Linked DNA regions of Mus musculus: all the other regions are linked to region 1. A link is a contact called in public Hi-C data. All regions are on one chromosome and are shown on one strand. Each heading gives the region's core, a stretch centred on a gene start, on an enhancer-like site or on the middle of the called end of the contact. The rest is flanking DNA. Distances are from core to core; before and after follow the strand shown. Region 1 holds the start of Fbxo31 (F-box protein 31). Region 2 holds the start of 6430548M08Rik (RIKEN cDNA 6430548M08 gene). Region 3 holds the start of 2810013P06Rik (RIKEN cDNA 2810013P06 gene).

What was found. A called contact is a pair of places that touch in the nucleus more often than the background predicts.
Region 2: a Hi-C map of CD8 T cells shows a contact between it and region 1, with 3 times the contacts expected there. The contact joins the promoter of 6430548M08Rik here to the promoter of Fbxo31 in region 1. A contact is called at or near these places in 1 of 39 promoter capture datasets (pre-B cells), 5 of 484 Hi-C or Micro-C datasets (CD4 T cells, CD8 T cells and regulatory T cells), 1 of 115 datasets of contacts at active chromatin or transcription factors (astrocytes) and 1 of 9 other capture datasets (adipose tissue).
Region 3: a Hi-C map of reprogramming fibroblasts shows a contact between it and region 1, with 9 times the contacts expected there. The contact joins the promoter of 2810013P06Rik here to the promoter of Fbxo31 in region 1. A contact is called at or near these places in 1 of 39 promoter capture datasets (pre-B cells) and 1 of 484 Hi-C or Micro-C datasets (reprogramming fibroblasts).

Annotation. Positions count from the first base shown.
Region 1 is chr8:121,576,811-121,581,492 of GRCm38.p6, reverse strand. It overlaps Fbxo31 (F-box protein 31), which reads left to right and starts at 2,687. Exons shown (of 9, transcript NM_133765.4): 1 at 2,687-3,035. The coding sequence starts at 2,738. It overlaps n-TMcat17 (a tRNA gene), which reads left to right and starts at 2,192; the gene lies at 2,192-2,264.
Region 2 is chr8:120,111,844-120,116,525 of GRCm38.p6, reverse strand. It overlaps 6430548M08Rik (RIKEN cDNA 6430548M08 gene), which reads right to left and starts at 2,374. Exons shown (of 13, transcript NM_172286.4): 1 at 2,209-2,374.
Region 3 is chr8:123,039,823-123,044,504 of GRCm38.p6, reverse strand. 2810013P06Rik (RIKEN cDNA 2810013P06 gene) reads right to left here and starts at 1,930. Exons shown (of 1, transcript NR_045268.1): 1 at 1-1,930. It overlaps Ankrd11 (ankyrin repeat domain 11), which reads left to right and starts at 2,221. Exons shown (of 13, transcript NM_001081379.2): 1 at 2,221-2,556.

The DNA.
Region 1 (4,682 bases), core at 1,438-3,937:
TGCCTTGCAGTTGACCTAGCCTTCCTTTGAGCAGAGGAAGCAAGTATGATTACAAAAGCAGAAACAGCAGGTAGCCTTATGACCTACTATGTGTTATTGTTGTTGTTTGTTTGTTTCTGAGGCAGATTTTTCTGTGTAGCCCTGCCTGCCCTACAACTCACTCTGTAGACCAGGCTGACCTTGAACTCACAGAGATCTGCCTGCCCTGGCCTCCTGAGTGCTGGGATTAAAGGTGTGTGCCACAACACCTGGCTAAGACCAACTATCTTGCTAAAATGGCACATTTTACAAGAGAAGACAATTTAAGAATGCTCTTTCCTGGGCAGTGCTGGCGCACGTCTTTAATCCCAGCACTCTGGAGGCAGAGGCTGGTGGATCACTGACTTGGAGGCCAGCCTAGTCTATAGTGTGAGTTCCAGGCCAGCCAGGGCTACACTGAAACCCTGTCTTGAAAAACAAACACACAAAAACCAAGCCAACCAACCAAACAGAAAGAATAGTGTTCAATGTCTGGGAAAACGAAGGGGAATGGTTGCTGGGATAGAGCCTGGACAAGCTGGAGGCTCACACAGTGTTTGCTTTTCAGTCTTTTCAACTTAGCTAAGCCTATACTTTAATGTTAACCTTCTCTCCTCCATGGGGCTAGGATTACTGGAGCTTGCCGTCACATCACGGAGGCTGGCTTTGTTTTTGATTTGCAATAGACCAAGATGTAAACAGAGCAAGTGTCACGCTTTGGAATGGAAGCACGCCCAGCGCTGTAGTGCCCAGCCTCCTCTGCCAGCTGCAAAGGTTGCTGATGCAACCACCAGTACCTTCTGTTCCCTCTCGGCCTCAGGTTCCTCATTCTTCAGCATGACACCTTGTTTGTTTTTATTTTACAGGCTCGCTTGGAGAGTAAACCCCCCTCCCCCAACCTGCTGCTTGCCACATCCAACTGGTGTTTATAATAAGCCATAACCTTTGCTCTGGCATAGTCCCCGGAGGGACAACATGGGACGCTTCTTAGAAGGAGTGGTTTTGAAGCTGGGGAGAAGGGTGTGAGGTCCCCACAGATTGGGAACTGTGTTCTTCAGGGCACACTCCCGCTCCCTCCCGTCCCCAATCCAGTGAGGTGATGGACCAAATGGAGGTGAGACAGAAGCCAGGGCTAGAATGTGAGAAATGTGACCTGGGCAGTCAGAGAGGCCAGGAGGTCAGGGAATAGCTTACAGTGAATGAGCAATGCGGAACTCGCCAGCATTTTGTTTACAGCATCTACACACACACACACACACACACACACACACACACCCCTCTCACAGTTGTTCAGTGAAGGCTGATTGACAGCCCATGAATGATAGACCAGAAGGGTTCATCTTGGAGCAGACAGTCTAGGGTCTCAGCCACATGCCCACAAAGAGCTTACCCTCCCCCGTGGGCATTAACACACGGGGACAAGAGGCAGCGTGTGCTCAGCTACACTTTTACACGATGTTAATATTATCAGGTAATTTAAGTCTTTTTTGTTTTGTTTTGTTTTGTTTTTTACATGAAATCTTGCCGCATAGCTCAGGTTGTCCTGAAAAGTCCCCACCCTCCTGACTCATCTCCCTAAGGTCTAGGATTACAGGCCACCAAGTGGAGCCTTTGCTTAATGCTATTGTTAATCAATCAACGAATGCATTAGGTAATATCTGTTTGCTTGTTGGGATAATTTACTGAGCGGACTGCTAGGAGGCACAGGGTCTCACGTAGCCCAGGCTGGCCGTAAAGTCACTAAGTAGCCAAGAGTGACCTTGTAATTCTGATCCTCCTGCCTTGATCCCCTAGCCCCAAGTTGGGATGAGAGACCGCCACGCAAACGGTTAATTTTAATAATAAAAAATAGGCGATATTGTTATATAGGGTCATTAAGGGCAGAGCTGCGGAGGATACCCCAGACTACTCTTTTCCTGAGAGGGAAGTTTCTAGACGCCTTGTGCTGCGCGGGGCAATGTGAGCTGGAGAGCAGGTTTGGGGACACCAGGAACTCCCACCTCACTGAGCACCAGACCTTTCCTTTTGCAACCAAGGTAATCTTGGCAAGTTAGTTTAGATGTAGTGTTGCTAGGCGACGGTAGCTTTGGTTTATGGTTTCCCTTGCCAGATTTTGTTCATGGCGAGGCCACCACCTGTGCAAAGGCCCTGGCAGCGAGCTTGCTGCTAAGGAGCCTCGTTAGCGCAGTAGGTAGCGCGTCAGTCTCATAATCTGAAGGTCGTGAGTTCGATCCTCACACGGGGCATCCTGCATTGTTTTCTTGCTTAAGGTAAAACCCCTTCGTTCTACCCTGTAAACGGGGTCAGAGGTGGGACTTGTGGGAGGGGTGTGGTCATGCTAGGAGCGGGGCTTTCCGGAGCTGAACCCGGCGACCCTCTTTTAGTGAGCAGCTGGGCGTCCTAAGTTTCTAGCCAAACGTTTTGGGGGCGGAGCCTGGAAATAGGGTGTGGCTCCATACAAGGGCGTGGACCTAACACGTAGGGCGGGGCCTACTGCTCAAGGGGCGGGGCGAAGCGTCTGGGTGGGGCTTGGAAGGGTGGGAGCGTCTAGGGGCGGGGCGAGTCTTCATGGGGGCGTGTGAGGGGTTGGGGTCGGAGGGCGTGGTCACGCTTGGGGTGGAGCTTGAGGAGCCTGCAAGCGGGACTACGGCTGCCTGGCCGCCTGCGCAGAGCGCTGTGCGTGCGCGTCCGCGTGCGCGCCTCCGCGGTGGTGACGGGCATGGCGGTGTGTGCTCGGCTCTGCGGCGTGGGCCCCGCGCGTGGGTGCCGCCGCCGCCAGCAGCGCCGCGGCCCGGCCGAGACTGCGGCGGCGGACAGTGAGGCGGACACGGACCCCGAGGAGGAGCGCATCGAGGCGGGGCCGGCGCGTTGCTCTCTGCTGGAGCTCCCGCCTGAGCTGCTCGTGGAGATCTTCGCGTCGCTGCCCGGCACCGACCTGCCCAGCCTGGCTCAGGTCTGCAGCAGGTTCCGCCGAATCTTGCACACGGACACCATCTGGAGACGGCGCTGCCGCGAGGGTGAGCGGGTGCATCCCCTAGTACGGACACTTGGCCGAGGCAGGAGCATGGTGTGGAGTTCCAAACCAGGCCTGCTGCAGAGTGAGAAAACCAGACAGCTAGCAGGCCAGGGCTGCAGAGTGAGATCCTGTTTTTAAAAATGTCAGACCCCGTCCCCCTAAACCAAACCTACAGCCCACCCTCCCGGTGCAGGAATAATGAGGACGCAAAGCGGCCACAGTCCCATTTGAAGGCCTTACGTCCGTGTACATACATCACGGTACTCAGCCTGAATGGCTTGTTGGTGTGTGTGTGTGTGTGTGTGTGTGTGTCCTGGAGGCTTGCTGTTCCGTGAAGGGAACATCAGGGATTCCACTGCCTGCATGTCACACAGGCTAGTGCTCTGACTGTGTGTGGGCTTCAGCCTTTTCTGTCTTCTGGCCACAGCACGCCGGAGACTGCTTTGTGCATTTTGTAGAAATGCAGGGGATTTACATCTATCTTGTGAAAACCTCTGGGGTGGTTCATCTTCGTGAGCCTGCACTTCTCCAAGTGGGATTGTGGGATGGCAGGCTGTGTGAGGAAGCGGTTTCCCCAGGTCCTCCCTGCTGCAGGGTTCTTGTGTAATTTCACGGTTGACATCAGGGTTCTGGCTTGTCTCCCCTTACCTTCGCACTGTGGGAAGTTGGGGTAATCTTACCCCACGTCTGAGTGGGATTGTGACTTGGGTAGGGGCTTTTATAATAAGTATGCAAAGCCTTCAGTCCTGAACATGACTGGTATGTCTGTTGGCCCAATGTAACGTCCTGTTTGTCTTTTGTCTTGTTTTCTTGTATAAGATCCTCAGTAGTAACCTTTAGTCGCACAGGATGGGTGATGTTTGTTTTCAGCTTCTGTCTGAGCACTGTTCTTTCTTTTTTACAAATTACTCTGTTACTCTGTTTATTGTTATTGTGTGTGTGTGTGAGAGAGAGAGAGAGAGAGAGAGAGAGAGAGAGAGGGGCATGCATGTCTTTGGAGGTTAGAGGACATCTGTTTCTTCTCTGGCAGTGGTCCTCAACCTTCCTATTGCCACAACCCTTTAATACACCTCATGCTGTGGTGACCCCCAGCCATACAGTTATTTTGTCGCTACTTCATAACTGTAATTTTGCTGCTGTTAAGAACTGTAATGTAAACGTCTGTGTTTGCCAGTGGTCTTAGGTGAACCGCTAATGGGTCCTCAGGTTCTCACCGCACAGGTTGAGGACCTCTCCTCTCTGGGTTCAGGGCATGGAGCTCAGGTTGTTGGTCTGTGCAGCAAGGCTTTCTTTGACTGGTGTTCACCTGATGGTTAGCGTGTGCACCTTTGACACCCGGGCACACTCCAGAGTGCTCTCCATTGGTCTGCTGGGCCTGTGCTGATTTTGGGGGAACTCTAGGGGGCCTGGGTAGGTCATTGCTAAGACCAGGATCACAGACTTCTGTGAAACTAGAGATTTCAGAGGGGTGCTCTGGCCATGCTAGCTCAACTGGAGCTTGGGACATACTCCCAAGAGAGTTATGAGCAGAAATGTATGGAGTCCCATTGCCAGTGTGGAAAGTGGTGGGGGCAGCCTGGGAGAGCCTCTTCTAGCCCCCCTCTTCCCCTGCTTCAGCTCTCGATAGAGAGCAAGTCGTCTCACCTAC
Region 2 (4,682 bases), core at 1,125-3,624, 1.5 Mb after region 1:
TTCTTCCCTAACAAGAGCAGCTGTGTATGCTAAAAATAGAAAAAAAAATGCCACAAAACCTCAAACAATGCCACATCCCAAATCTAGGTGAACGCAGCAGAGCCAGCAGCAGCTCCATGGATTTCACCGTGCTTCTCTCTGGTCGGGAGATGGAAAAGAAAATCATTGGGGCAGGTCTCCCTGGACCGGCCATGCTGTCTTGCTTCACAGTTGAGGACACCTGACCTGTTTGGAAACTAAGCACTTGAGCAAAGATACTCTGCAATGCACTTCCTACTGGCTTTCTCAAAGCCTAGAAACAAATCTGCGTTGCCACAGAGGGTATAGGGAGAGGTAACAGTATAGTGATGCTGGTTGGCCAGCCCTGCTGACTGTCAGTGAGGCAAGGAGAGCAGAGAAGGAGACTCCACTCAGCCCTCCAGCCCAACAGGAAGCGTAGCTGCTCATGCCCATCTCACGTCCTCTTGGGTGATGAGCTACTATACCCAGCACTTTTAGCAACAAAGGTATTGTGGAGCTTTCTTTGCCTCCAACAGTTAAGTGGCCCTGGACAAGCGAGGCTTGGTTTCTTCATCTGTGTCACAGGAGGAATGATACTTGCCACTCCCAAATTAATGGTGGAGATGAACAAGGAGATCCTGTTGAAAGTACTCTGGAAGCTACCAAAGCAAGAGAACCGAGTGACAGGAGAAGTCATTCTCCTATTGTCATCCTGAAGTGGGGTGTCATTCAGCTTTCCATTCCTCTCTTTAGACGTGGTCTTGTTATACCGCCCAGGGTGACCTTGAACCCATGACACTCTTTTCTCCGCTTCTGGAGTACTAATAGTAAGTACAAGTCTATACCATTGCATCTGGCTTTTGAAATTTCATTTTTTAGTTGTTTTTATTGTTTAACTTTTTTGTATGCGTGTGACTAGGGGCTTGAGGAGGCGAGAAAAGAGCATCAGATTCTGTGAGGCTAGGGTTACAGGTGGCTGGGAGCCCCCTGAGGTGGGTGCTGGGAACTGAACTCTGGAGCTCTCAAAGATCAGAATATGCTCTCAAGGGCTGGCTGAACCGTCTCTTCAGCCCCTTGACGTTTCCTTTTAACTCGATGACTTTCCGCTTGTGAAAGGAAGACGAAGAAGGGAGAAAAGGAAAGAAAGCCGGGGTATTCACATGACTTGCCCACTCAATAGCTCTCTAGGGGCGCAGGGGGTTGGGAGGCTGTCCTCAGAGAAGCTCCCTCAGCGCCATTTGGGGTTATTCTAAAACCACTTACCTTGGAAGAAACAAACATTGCCATGAAGATAGAATGCATTTAGCATCTGCGGAGATAACTCACTTCAATTTCTTTAAGATTTGTGATGCGCGTATACTTGTGACATTCTCAAGAGATAGGAGTCCACTCCACATGAGCTGACACAGACCATCCAAAAGACAACCATCCCAAGAAACTTCTGGATTGCAACAGAGACTGAGCTAGCTCATCATCACCAACCAGAAATCACCAGTGTTTGAGGGGAAAAGAAAATCCCAGGTGTCAACTTTTTCCACGGAGCCCGTCAAAACAGCTTATCTGCCATCTTGGTCCTCAAAGGCCTAAACATCCCTACTTCTGACCACAGTGTGGAAAAGAGGGAAGGGATGCGGCTCACTAATGCCCGAGCCTCTTTGCCCTGTCTTGGGGTTCATGCTGTGTCGCTGTCCTGCTTTCAGGATTTGGGAGGGAGGCAGATCGAAGGGAATGAATCAGAACCTCAGCATCGGGTTACAGGCTGGATCCCAGCTGGGGCGAGGGTAGCCCGGCCTGCCAGCTGCCAGCTCACCTCTACCTCTGACTCACCACCGGGACAGCTCCACGTCGGGGGCCCAGCCCGTGCCAGCGCACCTGCGCCGGCAGAGCCGCGCTCCCGCTCACTCCGTAGGTCGCACCCGTGTGCGGCACTGGACTGGACCGCCGAGCCTGCTTCCTCCTCCCCTTGTCACCTTCCCACGTCTCATCAACCCTGCAACTCCGGGCGAGCGCAGACCCGTGCATGACTGGGTCCGAGTCTTCCCAAATCCTAGAAGCGGCCTCGGGGTCCGAGCCTTCCCAGCCCGCTCCGGCGCGGTCGTGGCCTCTGAGCAGCTCGCGGCCCTCCACTGAGACCAGCAGAATGACAGCCCTGCCCGCCGCACCGGCCGTCCAGCCGACCCGCCCACGCCGCCAGCGACCCCTCCTCACCGGTCCCGGCGCAGCCACGCCGCACAGCCCCTCGCGAGCGCAGCACCGCAGCCCGAGGCCCTCTCGCCGCGGCGGCCCGCGGGACCGGGCAGGGGGGCGGGCAGGACGCCGTCGGGTCTGCAGCTGCCGCGGATGCACCGCGCGACCAGCCGTGCCGGGTCCTTCTGAGGCGCGGCGGAGCGGGCTGTCAGTCAGCGGGAGCGCCCCGCCCCTTTAGGTGCACGTGACGCGCGAGCAGTCGGGCCCTTTGGATGTGTCGCGGAGAGAGTTGTCAGTCAACAGGGGGCGCCACGCCCAGTCCCACCCTCCTCCCCCGCGTGACGTACGAGTTCTCTGGAGCAAGCCGGGAGCCACGCCTCCAGAGCACCACGTGACTCGCGAGCTGTCACTTTTGCTGGGAGCGCCGGGCCTCGCTCAGCTCCTGTACGCAGGCGCGGGAGCGCCCCTTAGTCCCTGCGCCTCCCGACAGCCGCGCGGGTTCGCTCAGGAACAGAGTTCCAGCAGAGGATGACTAGGTCGCGGCGTTTTTGCGCGCAAAAGTGGTTTGGGAGAGGAAGGTGACCCTCGAGGCTGGTCTGGCCTGGGGTAGCAGAGTCCCAGCGTAGGTCCCGTGGACCCACACGCCTTTGAAGGCGCGAGTGGCCAGCTGAGTCCCGTTTGTCTTCCGAAAGGCGTGTCTTTAAGAGGCCAGTAGATTTGGCTCTTTTCATAAATAGGAGTAAGCACAACGTCCAGCCATTCAGCTTCTCCCACATCTCTTCAATAAAGAAATAACAAAGAGGCTGGGGGGTGGAGCTCAGGGGCGGGTCACTGCCTCTGAGTGGTCAAGGTCCTGACTCCCATGCCCAGCACCAGGGAGGAAAAGGAAAACTAAAGAAAACCAAGGCCGAACTTCTGGGATTTTTCTGAAGTCCTGAGGGTTAGGCAGGGGGCTGGAGTTCTGCCAATCAGGAAGATGATATAGATGGTGGTAACCGAGCACCTGCCCTTTGCTGACAACAGATGGGAAGATCTGTCCAACTAAGGCTTCTTGGGAAAGTTTAAGAGAGCCTTAGGAAAGGCTGGGAGCTAAAGTTCTTGGAAAGTTTAGGGACACGTGGCCACCCCAGGAGAAGGTCTCACACCTAGACGTCTGCGTGTGAGAACTTGGTGCCAGCTCTGGAGGGAAAGGGTGGGTGCTAGCCCTCATCCTTGTGTGGACACTAAGGACAGCTGCTCTGAACAGAGTCCAACAGACTATAGATAAGGCTCAGAAAAGTTGTAGAATGTGAGGGGACAGTGCCGGGGCTAAAGGAACCCTCCCCTGTTTCAGAGAAGGAAGATGGCACTAGGTACCAAGTTCTGTAACCCTGACCTCACCTAGACAGCTGTTGGGGAGCACTGAAGACAAATGTAGTCACTAAGGGATCCCATTCCATATTGAGGAACTCTACTTCTCCTCATGAGATTTAGTGGCATTTGCCCTGCCTTCTAATAGGCCTCTGACCTCCTCAGGAAGTTGGACAGAGGCAGATGACATGACATTTAAAAACGAGGAAGAACCTTCTGCAAGCCACAGACAAGTGAACTTGGTGTCAACCTAGGAAGTACTCAGGGTGGATGACTCAGATCATATCGGTGGCCCCTCTGAAAATGAAGCGCTGAGACACGAGACACAAGGAGCTAGATAATGAGGAGGCTGGGCTGTGTCTTGGTAGCTATGTTCTCCGGTGGTCAAGATGTTCCTCTGCAGGTAAACATCCTTGAATGTGCAGATAGGTTGTCCATTTTGTCAGAGACTAAGGTACCATAGGGCTTTCCCAGTTGCCACATGTGGGCATTAACAAAGATCTGCATCTTCAGAAGACCCCCACTTTATCATGCTATCATTTATATTGTGGTGGTGTGCCTCTCTGTGGGCTCTTCAAGAGGATCATGGGTATATCCTAAAAGGGAGATTTGGCCAATCATGATTTGGGAATGGAAAAGAGACATCATACCTTATAATCATAAAATCGGCCCGGCAGAGGTGGTGCACGCCTTTGATCTCTGCTCTTGGGAGGCAGGGGCAGGTGGATCTCTGTGAGTTTGAGTCAAGTTTGAGGACAGCCAATACTAAACAAGGAAACCCTGTCTTGAAAAACCAAAACCAGGGGGCTGGAGAGATGGCTCAGTGGTTAAGAGCACTGACTGCTCTTCCGAAGGTCCTGAGTTCAAATCCCAGCAACCACGTGGTGGCTCACAACCACCTATAACAAGATCCGGCACCCTCTTCTGGAGTGTCTGAAGACAGCTACAGTGTACTTTCATATAATAAATAAATAAATAAATAAATCTTTGAAAAGAAAAGTGTCTGAAGACAGCTACAGTGTACTTTCATATAATAAATAAATAAATAAATCTTTGAAAAGAAAAACCAAAACCAAATAAAAATAAGTAAATACACGGCTACACAGAGAAATCCTGTCTTGTAAAACAAAACAAAACAAAAAAAA
Region 3 (4,682 bases), core at 681-3,180, 1.5 Mb before region 1:
CCACCATGTGGTTGCTGGGAACTGAACTCAGGACTTCTGGAAGAGCAGCTAGCGCTCGAGCCATCTCTCCAGCCCTGGAGTCTATGATCCTTGAAACATTAAAGTTCGAAGGAGAGAACTAACTCCACAAAGAGGTCCTCTGCCTTCCCACACAATATACACACAGTACACTCCAGCAGACAGCTTTTCTTTATGTAGGCGCTCATGTATTTTACAGGTTTCACATCCTCTTCGTCCCATGTTGATGAAATTGACACCATCTGTTGTTCCTGTTTACCCAGGAAAATAACCAAAAGTTGAAGTGTCCATGGTTACAAGGACAGCTACTCATCACAAAGCTGGAATTTTGAACAGGGGCAGGGCAGTTTTTATCATACCATGTCCTCTAAACTCTGTATTTGCTTCAAATAGGGAAGAAAGGTCACCTCTAAGGTCCCATCACTCCGGGATGTGCAATCCCATGATTTCATAATCTGTGCTCTGTAAAGACTTTGTTTATACAGACAAACAAAACAAAACACCCAAACCCTCTACAGAACTATTTCCAGGAAGGCCAGGGCTCCACAGAGAAAACTTGTCTCAAACAAACAAACAAAACCCCAAAAGTCAAAAACAAAACAAAACAAAGAAGTATAAATATTGATTTTAGTCACTTAGCTTTTCTGGTTCACAAATACACAGATGCTCTTTAAATAGGACAAGGCTGGAAGTTTGACTACTTAAAACTTTTTTTTTGTAGATTTTTTTCTGTGCAGAAGCGTATTTTTTTTCTGTGTATATGTATGTGTACTAGTGCATGTTTGGGGAGCCCCTAGACAATGTTAGATCTTCTAGAACAGGAGTTACAGATGCCGGGAATCGAACCCAGATCCTCTGGAAGAGCAGCCAGTGAGTGCTTTTGACCGACAGGTCATCTCCCCAGGTCCCATTTACTTTAAAAGATTTATATGTAGTCTATATGTGTGAGTACTCTACTCGGGTGTGAGTTCCTGAAAAGTCAGAAGATGTCAAGTCCTCTGAAGGTGGCTGTGAAGCTGTCTGAGGTGGGTGCCGAGAAGGGCAGCACGTGCTCTTAGCCGCCGAGCCATCTCTCCAGCCCTGGTTACTTGTTATTTTATATTTTATTATATTATGAAATTGGCTTTCACTGTGTAGCCCTAGCTGGCCCGGAACTCAGAGATCCAGCCTGCCTCTGCCTAAGTACCGGGATAAAAAGCCTATACCAACATATCAGACTCGTCACAATTACTTTATGCATTTTTCTGAGACAAAGGTTTCATGGAACTCAAATCTTGAACTCGAAATGTTCACAACAATGTACTCTGAGCTCCGGATACGCCTGTCTCGGTCACTACAGCGCTGGGATTCGAATTTTTAGCTCGTTTGCAAACCAAATCACTACTAACGCAAACCATCATTAAACTTTTTCCGCGTTCTGTAAATTCAAACAATCAGGCACATGACGATGCGACTTTGCTGCCTAGCTCTGAGGTTCGTCAACCTTTTTTTTTGTTGTTGTTGTTGTTTCATGAACCATCGCGGTGAAGTTCTGGAGCCGGGGAAGGGAGGCGGCTGAAGCGCGCGCGGTGTCTAAGGAAACCTCCGGGCAGAGTCTGGAGCTCACCACATCCCGGTTGCTAACGTGGCTCACGGGACTCGGAGCGAAGCGCAGTCCAGGAACACCTCCAGGAAAGAGCCGGATCGCGGGTGGGGGCCGAGGCCGCCTTTCTCCTTCGCGGCCATCATCCCGGCTGCCTTTGCTCCTGCAAGAGCCTCCTGCCGGCTAGAGACACACATTCTCGAAGCTCACACAGGCTCACAGGCGACACACGACCTCGCGTCCGCAGCGCAAGGCCAGCCGGTACAAGCCGGCTCCCACCTTCTGGCTCCTTCGACAACAACCTTGTTTCCAGACCGCGGCCTCATCACTTCCGGCACCGAGTAGGGCCAATCGTCGTGTCCCGTGGCAGGGAGGTCAGCCAATCCAGCGGCTTTCTCCGCCTGGGTCTCCTACGCACGGATGCCAATCATTCCCGGACGTCTCCCTAGCGCCGCCCCGTGCCTGTTACGGAAGCCGTCGGGCCGTCTGAGCCCTTTCACCCCGGCATCGCATTTCCTCTCCGACGTGACGTAAGCGGCCCCTGCCGCTCTGCGGGGCGGGCCAATGGCGGTGGCGGATACGGCGAGCCAATGGGCGGGAGGCTCTCATGCGGCCGGCGCCCGCCGCAGCCACCGCTGGGTCCTGGAGCCAGAGGCCGCCCGCGACAGAGCGCGATGGACCGAGGGCCCCAGCCGGGGAGGCGCCGCGGCGGAGTCCGCGGCCAGACGCCCCCGCAGTAGCGTCCGCGCGAGCGCCGCGGCCCCGCGTGAGCTCCTGCACGCCGAGGGCGGGCTTGCATCCCGCCGGCCCCGCACTCGCCGCAGCCTCCAGCCCGCGCGCCGACGCCGCCTTCCCGCCCGGGCCGCGCGGCCCGGGAAACGCGGCCGCGGGCTGCATGGGCAGCGCCCGCGCCCCGCCGCCGTTCCGCCGCGGAGCCGCGTCGCCCTCGGAGCCGGGTGAGAGGCGCCGGGGACCTGGGGGGTGGTGGTCGGGGAGGGCGTCGGGCGTTCCTGCGGCCTTGCGGCCTGCAGGCCTCCTCCGCTGCCCGCCGCCGCGGGTGCCCCGGGGCGGGCCGTGCGCCGCGAGAGGCCGGTCGGTGGGCCGCGGGGGTCCTGCGAGCGACCATGAGGGGCCGAGGGCGGGCTCCGAGGCCGGCCTCGGGGCGTCCCGGGGGTCGGGCGGCCGAGAGAGGCTAAGGAAGGGCTCCGGGGTGGGCTGTGGCGGCCGTGAGGACCGAGGGCGGGCCTTGAGCGAGGGTCGATGGTGCGTTAGTGGGTCCCGGGACGCTGTGAGGACGACGGCGGGCTCCCGGGAGTCCCTGGGGTCCTCAGTGGCGCGGGGCGCCGACCTCTGACCCTCGGGAGGGGCTCCGTCGCCGGGCTGGTGGTAGTTGTTATTCCCAGCGTCCCTATTATTATCGTGTTTTGAAATGGGAGCAGGCGGCCCTCGGGCTGCGAGCCGAGCCGGAGGGGGCGGGCGAGCCGGGGACCTGGAGCTGCGGGGTGCGGAGGCGCGCAGGCCCGAGTGGGGGCAGGAATGCGGGGCGGCGGGGGGCGTCTGGGGGAGGGGAAGGCGGGACTCGGGGGGGAGAGTGGGAGGAAAGCGGTGTAGGCGACGGCTGCAGGAGCAGCCTTTGGCCTCAAGGAACAATGTGAGACGTTGCCTGAAATGTTAATTTCCGTTCCTCATTTCATCATCCCCTGGCAAGGCGGTAGCTGCGAGAGTGTGTGTGCGTGTGTGTGTGTGTGTGTGTGCGTGTGTGTGTGTGCGCGCGCGCGCCCGTGTGTGTGTGTACGTGTGTGCAGGGTTGGCCCTGCCACATGGATCTAGCCCCTTCACAGACGGATGTGCGGTTCAGTTCCTATGTATGTGGCTTGGTGTGGAGTCTCATTTTTTTTCTCAAGGCCTTGTCTTTACCTGGTGCTCCTGTAGGTTTTTCTGTTTTTGTTATGTTTCTGGAAAGCTCGTCTGGGGTTTGGAAGACTGGTGAAGGTTAAGCTGGTTCACAGGAAGGCTGTATGCTCCGAAATCTAGTTACATGTGTATAGTTCTCATGTTTCACAGTGGTTTCTGCAGTCGTGAGAAGTTTTACACCCACTTGAGAAAACTGGGCAGTTTTACAAATTTTCCGGTAGAAAAATTTGGTTTTTGTACCTATTTGGTGAGTTTTCTGTGGTCCTTTGAACACTTTCCATTCAACACGTTCTTCCATTCAACTACTGAATAGAAGTGCACATTTGTACGTAAAATTTTACTTAGGCTGTTGGGTTGCCTATGAGGGATAAGGAGACTTAACTCAGCAAAGACTGTAGGTGATAATGGGTTGTGGAGAAAGCTATGGAAACAGTTACTGTGTTTTGCTGTGTGCAGTCCTAGTCAGTGGTATAATTTGGGTAGTTCCATGGTAGAGTCTCGGAGAATGGTACTTGTTGCCCTGAGACCTTTATTTCTTTTTGGAGCACTAGCTGCTCTGAAGACTAGAGTTCTGTCTGTGTCTTTTGAAATGATTGCACAAATACTCCAATGTCACTTTGCAGCTATACCTAAAACAAAAATGCCTTGCTTAACTTTGATTGTGACCCTTGGATTGGATCTCCATATAGCTGGTGTTTCCTCCCCCACACTCCATTCAGCTGTTGTTCTCCTTTCTGTAGTTTCACGCTTAAGAGCAGGATCTCCCGTGATAGGCTGGCCATCCTGAATGGAATGGGATGGGAGGGAACAAAGGCCAAGTTGCTATGACATTTTTCTCTTCTTTGTGCTTGCCTCGTGCATTCCTTGAAAAGCAACCCAAAAGATACCGCTAAATTTGACCTTAGCTTGATTCTTTTAGGAGTGTTTCTTTTTCTTGTCTTCCCTTTGTCCTCCTGTGGTAAACAATACACAGCAAAATTTGCCAGAAGTTCCCTTAAAGTGTCACCTAGTTTAGAATTCCTCTCTGACCAGTCTAACTTTCTACCAGCCTTTGAACCTGCATGTTTCTGTGAGATGCTTTTCTCTAGGTTAGCCATGTCAGTCCTGCTGCTCTGTCAGTCTTTCATCTCACTAAACCAGATGGGCTGCTGATGACTAGTGCCTGTCA